Linked DNA regions of Gossypium hirsutum: region 1 is linked to region 2. The links are chromatin contacts, called in public Hi-C maps. All regions are on one chromosome and are shown on one strand. Each heading gives the region's core, a stretch centred on a gene start, on an enhancer-like site or on the middle of the called end of the contact. The rest is flanking DNA. Distances are from core to core; before and after follow the strand shown.

Region 1 (4,009 bases), core at 1,080-3,579, 180 kb after region 2:
CAGTGTCCATCAGTTCATAAACGAGGTAAACATCATTAAAGTTCTCCCACTGTGGAGGCCGTACGATGTCCTTGATGGCAACCACCTGAAGAAAAACAAACAATCAGCATTAACTACTTAGTAATTTGAAGTAGGCATTCCTAGTTAGATTGAAGGTTTACGCACGACATCATAAGATTGGCCCTAGCTTAATGGTTAAAAGTTAGTAGGCTACAAAGATGATCTTTCCCAAGGAACTCAAATAAACTTAAAGGTTAGCCAAATTCCTATAATTAGACAAAATTAGGACAACAAATGTGGGTATTGTTTTTGTCTCCTTTTTTAAGGATGGTCAAAGGCTTACTTGATGGGAAGAAAGGACCTGTTTCATTTCTGCTAATCGTTTAGATGGCAACAGCAACCGGACCCCTGAAGCATGCAAGGAGCCTAACAACTAGGGGGTCTATTGATCTAAACAACATTATCGAAACATCCATCAAAGAGGTGAAAATGCAGAGTGTCGAGCTAGCAGGAACTTACATTCTCGTGATCCATGTGACGAAGAAGCTTGATCTCTCGCAATGTCCTTTTGGCATCGATCCGGTTGTCAAATGCATTACCGATTTTCTTGATAGCAACCTCCTCCTGTGTCTCTGAATTCACAGCAGCACTAACAGAAATGGGGGAGCAAATCATATCTCAGCTTCACATCATGAATAACATAATAAATACACCGGTGAGCCTAATAAACAGAATGGTCACTTTCGTTCAATATCCTCAACCAGGAAGTTCGGCCCGGAGCCATTCACTTCAATTAGACCCTAAAATTGGCAACCTTAATTTCCTTTAAAAGCAATTACACTGCAAAATTCAGCTAAAGATATGCTAAATGAGAGCCACACTAAAAGTGTCACTCTCAATCCTGTCAATCATCAAAATTCACCATGAAAAAGGAAAAAAAAATTATCAATCTACAAATACAAGCCTTAATATTTACTAAAATCCCACAAAAAAGAAACTAAAAAACTGTCATGTAGAACATCGTGATTGGGACAAACCAAAACTGGAAATCAATCAAAACAGGGAGTTTTAAGGGAAACAAAATTCGAAAAAAAAATAAAGGGAGTAAAAAGCGGAAAAAAACTTACCAGACAATACCATAAGCACCTCGGCCGATGGGGCGAAGAGGAGGAACATATTTTGAGGGAACTTCGAAGAGGTTACCATAAACGTTGTACTGAACATAGCGTCCACCATGAGTTGGTATACCTTTGATGCTTTGATCCCCTGACCCCATTGACATGTTTCCTGGATATAACCCGAACCCAACTCAGAACCCGAATTGAAAGAAAGATTTTTCTGGTGTAATGTTAATAACAGCTGAAATTCAGAGACAGGAAAAAGTGAAGAAATGAGGGTTACAATTTGGGAGAGCGCGTGGGTAGGTATGAACTCTTTCTTTATATATATATATTGGAAGATGAGTGTGAACCTTTTGAACTAGAAAAGCTCGAGAGTTCCGTGAAGATTCCCACTTGTTTTGTTCTTTTCTTTTATAAAACTTGGCTTTATTTTTCTATCCTGATGGCTTTTTCCAGGGAAAAAGGGTTTACAGTTCAAAGAAATTGCCTGTCGGAAGTCGTTTCTGGAAAAAAAGGATGACTTTTCTGTTTCATGTAGTCAAAGTTATTGTTATTCTCCTGTCCGTACTGTTGGTTAAGCTTAACCAATCAAGAAGAACTGAGATTTATGTTAGAAACTAGATGAAGAAGATATTTTCCATTTGCGGCTGCAGGCACATTCTCCACTTCTTTCATCTCTCACATTTTAATCTTATACTTATTTCTTAATTTATCATTTTCATTTTATTTTATTTAAAAAATTATTCTTTAACTTAAATGGTAGCTTTTTAATTCAAAAATAATCTGGTCTTTTCTATAAATTAATAACAAAATAAATAAATAAAAATTGATATAATTCAAAGTCTAATTCGAAGACAACTATTGCACTGGGTCCAGTCCCACCGTTTAATCCGGAAGATGGACACGTGATGGCGGCGCCACTAACAGTTGCAGGCATGTGAAGCTAATTGAATCCCAGAACTGCCAATGTACTGTTGAATTCTGATCTTACAGACATTTGGAGATTACCCTGAATTCTAATTTAGATGAATCTTTAAGATCCAATTTGCATTGTGTTTCAAAGTCAAAACTATTATCAAGCTCATCAGAATCATAGTCAGACAAATATTTGTTCAAGTCTTGCAAATCAATAGTCAAACTTCCCTTTTTACATATTTAGTAATACACCAGCACAAACTTATATCAAATTTTAAGTTAATTTTCTTTCCCAATAATGGATTTAAAATTTTATCTAAATTCGGTTCAAATAAAAAATATTAAACCTAAACTTGATTTAGTTAGCCTATATTAAATTTTTTATATAAAAATAAATTTAAAAAATATAATATACCAAACAGACTAAAAATATTGAAATAAATGTTTCCTACAAATGAAAAATATATTTAAACAAAAGTCTTTATACTGAACAATACTAATATAATTGTAACAAAATTAACAATAGAACAAGAGTTATACAATATTCAAACAATAATAATAACTTATTAGCAATATAATAGAGAAATGGTAGTAAAATAATAGCAGAAATAAAAAATTAAACAAATCGAGTCGAGGCCAGGCAAATAATCTTACCTGAGACTTGGCCCATTTAGAAAACGAATTTCTTTTTTTTGTCTAAACCCATTTTTCATATCTATATTTTTATCTAAACACTTTTATCTAAACACTTTCACTTTTTGAGCAGATGTTGGGTTCTAAATAGATGACCATGAATCCTAACATGCTTAGTAATCGAAAGATGCAATTTCTCAGCATTTATGAAGAGTGGATCGAATGTCATTCGGACTCCGAATCTTTTAACTCGAGGCAAATGGCATCTACCCGTTGCATTAAGACAATAACCAACTAGGCAATTTCTATTACGCATCGGGTCATGATTAACCACAAAAAATATCTTCTCGGTTCACCTGCCATAGCCACAATATTTTCTAGATCCAACATTGTTAGCCCAAGTGATAGGATGCTCACCTTCAAATGCCTATATGTTATAGGACATAAGTTTAGTCAAAGTTCACTTATTCAGGCACTCCATTGGATGTTCCCGTTCTATGAAATCGACATCTTTTTAAGCGTTTGAGCTCTTGACAAAAATGAGAAACAAAATCCTCAATCGAAAAATAATATTGAACAAAATGAGTGTCCGATCGCTAACAAACATCATTTGTCAGTTTCAACTTTCAACAAATCTAATAAATTTTGAAATACCAAGGACTTACTGACTATGCAGATGGCAATTCAAGAAATGTAAAAAATGCATATGTAAGAAGAGATGGAGTTCTTATTACTCACCATGTAAACAAATTAATCACAAAACAGCTCTCTGTGGTTGTTAAGACCAGTTTCCTACTATTATGGTTCAGTAATGGAGATAATGCAGGCATGGTAATTGTATAAACAAGTTAAACTCAGTATTGTAACACACCTTACAACTCACAAGACATGTACCGCCATAACCCGAACAAGGTAAAGGTTATGCAAGTCTACTTCTGAGATAACATAAGGTCTCAACCTAAACCATCTGTATAAGACAAGATTAGCTTCAACTTGAATACATTCATGATTCATCTCAGAGCTTGCTCTTCTACTTTTCTTCCTAGCATTGAATTTGGGACACCAACGCTTGTTCTTAGATTACAAAGCAAAGCATAACCCCCAGTCGAAACTATTTTGAAATAACCAGCTACTGCCTTTAAAAGATTATCCAGCCCTTGTGATAGTTCCTCTGCGGTCCTTCTCAAATCCCATACTGAATTCTGGAACCACTCCCCTTCATTAGAACCGAACCCATCTTGGAGCAAAGGATACAATGTCTTGACACATGCATCAACGGCATCCAGTTCTCTTAGACCTGTAAATTTTCCGCAAGAAAACATTTTTCTAACCTCTGAATT
Region 2 (4,534 bases), core at 921-3,420:
ACAGAAAAAGTTTGAAATTAGGGAACAAAGAAGAGCTGTTTCACCCCATTCGAGACCATGGAACTGAATGTATGATTTTAAAGTCTAAATGTTCTATGCATACTTTTATTTCGTTGGTGAACGTGCTGCAAAGCTCATTTCGTACTTTGATTAAAGAAGCTTCGATCTGTTCTGGTAAAGCAGAAAGCACCAAGAAGATCTGTTGTAACTTATCTCGAAATTTATCATTGTTTAGTTGATCCGATACCGCTTTCATGCTGCCATCAAGGCTGGTTTTCATATCTTCTTGTCCCTTGATCTGTTTACCATTTCTCAGTTGTCTTATAAAAGTATATATTTACGGATGTTCGTGACAGCAACGCTAGTCAATTTACAAAGTAAAAGAGGATATAGTGATGTGTTATTAGTTGTTACCATTAGCTGTAGAGAGGTATCTTCAGCTATCGACCTCTGCCGCATCCCTTCCACTGAAATAAAATTGTAAGAAACTTTGTTTTAACAATGAAAAAGCGGGGTTTTTTTTTAAATGTCAATTATAAGTGTTAAATAGTATCATCCCACATCTTTTAAGTATTGGGTTGTCTATGATCTTGCATTAAGATTGGGCACATGGTACTATGTTGTTTTTGCCTAACCCTAAGCAAGGTTGTCCTCATGTATATAATTGCATTTTGTGTGGTTTTATATTAAAGTAGGCTCTCCACCTAAAACCAGTTGATTTTAAGTCCAATTCTTGGACATTATGTATTAAAATTATGGAACCATGCCCTAGAATGACAGGTCTATAACATTCTTATGCAGACAAACAAGTTATTAACAGGTGTAGCCATTGCGCAACAAGTTATCATCTCTCCGGATTTTGTAACCTTGAGGAACTGAATGACTCACTTTCCAGCAAGACTTCTTTTGTTCCTTTGTTCACCTGCATTACATCACTTTGAACCGAATCCAAGATCATCCCAAATCTGTTCAATGAAGTTTCAATCACTGAAAGCCGGTGTTCAAGTTCTTCAGAAGTTTGACCTGTTCAAGTAAATAAAAGGTTCAGCATCCGTCTATAGCTGTAATATACCAAAAATGTAGTTCAAAAGCTTAATTAAGCTACTCAAAGGTAAGATCATAAAACTGGTCATGTTAAACGTAGTAAATAACTAAATAGTAATCTTACATCTATGCTCTGGAGCAGAAACAGAATTCCATTTGCGTATTAAGTTGGTGGAAGATCTAGAAATCGGCACTTGACTATCTTCTCTTGTGAAGTTGGTTGGAGCCAAGCAAGAAAACTTGCTGGCAGTATTCTCTCGTTCTTGGGAACCAAATCTCTGCAAAGATGAAGTACAGAAAGCAATTTTTCTCATTAGAAAAAAGATACGGTGATTTATATACAAACTTGAATGCTGGAAAACAAAAAGAAAAAAGGAGATGAGAATAATTCAACCTGATCAGTTGTCACGATTTCATCGAGTGAGCTTTGTGAGATCTGAGAAAATAAGGCATGCTGAGATGAAATCCCCTGTGAGAATGATTGTTGTGATGGCTGTGATCTAAGCTGTGATGATTGAGGCACACTCGGTGGCAGGCTCGATCTCCTTTCAGATACATTAAACCAAACAATGCAAATCAAATTGAAAAATTCAATTCTTAGTTCTCAGTTGATGCTAATTTTGAAATTATCTAAACATGATTTTCTTTGCAAAATAAAATTTCCACAAGTAATTCTTATTTTCCAAAAAGAAAGTTTGAAAAATATGAAATCGGAGTCAAACGTGTCTTTGAAGTTTGAAGACTCGAAAGAGGATTGACCTCCTTCCAAAATCTAAGAAAATTAACAGAAACGAACAAGAGATTTATCACCTCTTCTCTTCCCTATAGTAAGAGAAAACCGTAAAAAAGCTCGATTAAGATAGATTATTATAATTTCCTAATAATATCAAACCTTCACGAAGTAAACAGTTTAATTAATTTATGTTTGTATGCATTTTCTTGGGAAACAAAGAGAATCATAAAGGTGAGGAGAAACCTTGTATGAGGAGGAAAAACGGAGATGGAGCCGAGATCGCAAGCTTTGTTGATCTTCAACTTCATTTATACCATAAAAAAAGAACAGTGAGATCGTTGGATTTCGAATTATCGATAAAAAGAGAAAGAGGAGCTAGTTACGAGTGAAAAGCATCCAAGGGATGAAACGATGTTGCTTAAATAGCTAGGAGCTGTGGACGATGGCGGGAAACTGAAAAGGGTGAAAAGTAACGAGACGGTATCTTGTTTGGTTGGGCCCGGATTCTGGAGCAATTTAACCGGATCCAAATTTTTTTTCATAAACCCAAATAGGCTTTTTTGCTCTTCCCTGATACTGTTGATAGTTTTTAATAAAAAAAATTATTTTTCGTGCACTAGAATTAAGGGTAAAAGTAATTTTTTTCTATTAAAAATTTTATTCATTTATATCATTAAAAACTAGCATTGATAGAATAATTAGATAATGATACATGGCAACGTATATTTCATATTGACATATAATTATCAATTTTTAATAGTAGAAACGGATATTTTTTTAACAGAATGAGTAATTTGCTCTTTAATCTAACGTACAACAATTAATTTACTTATTTTTTTAGTAGAGGGGATAAATTGCAATCTGGTTCTTAGTACATGAACCTCTATAGTATGTTTATTGAATTAGGGGTGAGATGGATTCAATTTTGTAACAACCCGAAATAGCAATATCGAAAATTACAGTTTGAGGTCTAGTTTTAGTGAATTGAGTACATAAATAATTAATAAAAATATTTACAGAGTTAATTTATTGATAAATTGAATTGAGGATAAATAATTTGGTTAATTTAAATATTTAATCTAGTCCAAAGATAAAATTATAAAACAAATCGTTATAGATTTTAATTAGAAAATAGTTAAAGGGATTAAAATTGCTAATAGTCCAAAAACCTAAAATGGCAATAAAACATGTCGAATATATATGGTTAAGAAACGTGAGGGTGGGCTGTGATATTATTATTATTATTATTATTATTATAAATTAGTTAAGCGGAAGGAGAAGCCTTCCACGCGCAAAAGAAAGAAAATAAATAGAGAATAAATTGGGTTTTAGGGCTTTAGACTTTGACAACTAAATTGGTTAGTATAATTAGGTCTTTTTTCTTCTAATTTTTACATTTTTGTGGCCGTAGGAGCTTAATTTAGTTGGCTTGTGTTTCAATGTATAAAACTAATAATGTTTTAAAGAGTTGTCATTAATAAATTCTCTAGGGTTTTATGTTTAATCGGTAAGTTTTGAGTGTAAATATGAAAAAGGACTAAATTATTAATTTAGATGTTAGCTTTTATATTTGAGAACTTAAATGGATAGCAGATAGAGCTGTCGTGAAATTTTGTTAGAAATCGATAATAAAGGGTCTAAAATAGAAGGAAATGAAGTCGGATTATAAATCGGTGCTTAGAATTGAAAGTTATGCTTGTTTCAGTTGTAAGGACTAAATTAAATGAAATTTAAAGTTTGTTTGAGATAACAATTGATTGTGAATTGGGTTGACTATTGATGGTGTTATGTGTTTATGTTAATTCGTAGCTGCCGATGACCTGGATTCCTCAAGAGCAAAGGAAAAAGCTAAAGCCACTGACGAATAGCTCGAAATTTTCGATTTGTATTTCTATAACTTAGCTTTTTTTTTCTCATTTATTTACACTATGAGGTATATTGGCATAACAAAGGAAGTTATGCATGAGTATTTGATTAGAAATAAGATATTGAGATTAATTATTGTGACAGAAGGTTAATCTAAATGAAACTAGAAATAGTATAATTTAATGGAACTGCGAAATTGGCTCGAACATGAGACGAATCATGTCATATTTTGTATGAAATGGTGTTTGATTGAAGAATTGATGTTGTTGAGATCAATAGAATAGATGCTGAATTTAGAACAAAATTAGATTACTAGTTGTCGTAGTAATTGTTGGGCAAAGTTGAGAATAAATGGCATCTTATAGAATCGAGTGAAAATGGATTATTTCAACTATAAGTCGATGAGCACTAGGCACATTTTTCTTCGAACATCCCGACCGTGGCTTTTCACAAGTATTACTTCGACTGAGTCGATGAGCATTGGGTGCGAATTGCTTACGTCGAACGTCCCGATACGGATTACTTCAACTATAGGTTGATGAGCGTTGGGCGCATTAACCATCAGACGTTCCGAAGAGTGCTGAGCATGATTATTGCTTCGGATGAATCGATGAGTGCTGAGCGCAATTTGTTTAGTTTAGGACATACTAATGAGGCACTGGGTGCCAAATTACTGTATTAGTGGGGTTCATGAATTAGTTCAAATATGAGTTATGTATTAGCAAATATAAATGTTGAATAGAAAGAATGGTTTGATTCAAATTGGCAATGCAATGCGATATGACGAAATGAGACAAAATCGAATAAGGTTATATACATCGTTAGCATAAAATGTTAATAAGTTCGTTAAAATAGATTGGTTAATTGAAATATCGCATTTTGTTTATTGGA

The links. A called contact is a pair of places that touch in the nucleus more often than the background predicts.
Region 1: a contact with region 2 is called in a Hi-C map of leaf, with 2.2 times the contacts expected there. The contact joins the promoter of LOC107940395 here to the promoter of LOC107934303 in region 2. A contact is called at or near these places in 2 of 34 Hi-C or Micro-C datasets (both in leaf).

The regions. Positions count from the first base shown.
Region 1 is chrA08:104,687,223-104,691,231 of Gossypium_hirsutum_v2.1, forward strand. LOC107940395 (mitogen-activated protein kinase homolog MMK2) reads right to left here and starts at 2,330. Exons shown (of 6, transcript XM_041074293.1): 1 at 1,128-2,330; 2 at 520-649; 3 at 1-85. The coding sequence starts at 1,282. It also overlaps the pseudogene LOC107940392.
Region 2 is chrA08:104,510,008-104,514,541 of Gossypium_hirsutum_v2.1, forward strand. It overlaps LOC107934303 (putative recombination initiation defects 3), which reads right to left and starts at 2,171. Exons shown (of 11, transcript XM_041074755.1): 1 at 2,021-2,171; 2 at 1,439-1,589; 3 at 1,169-1,322; 4 at 889-1,023; 5 at 415-467; 6 at 104-298. The coding sequence starts at 2,085.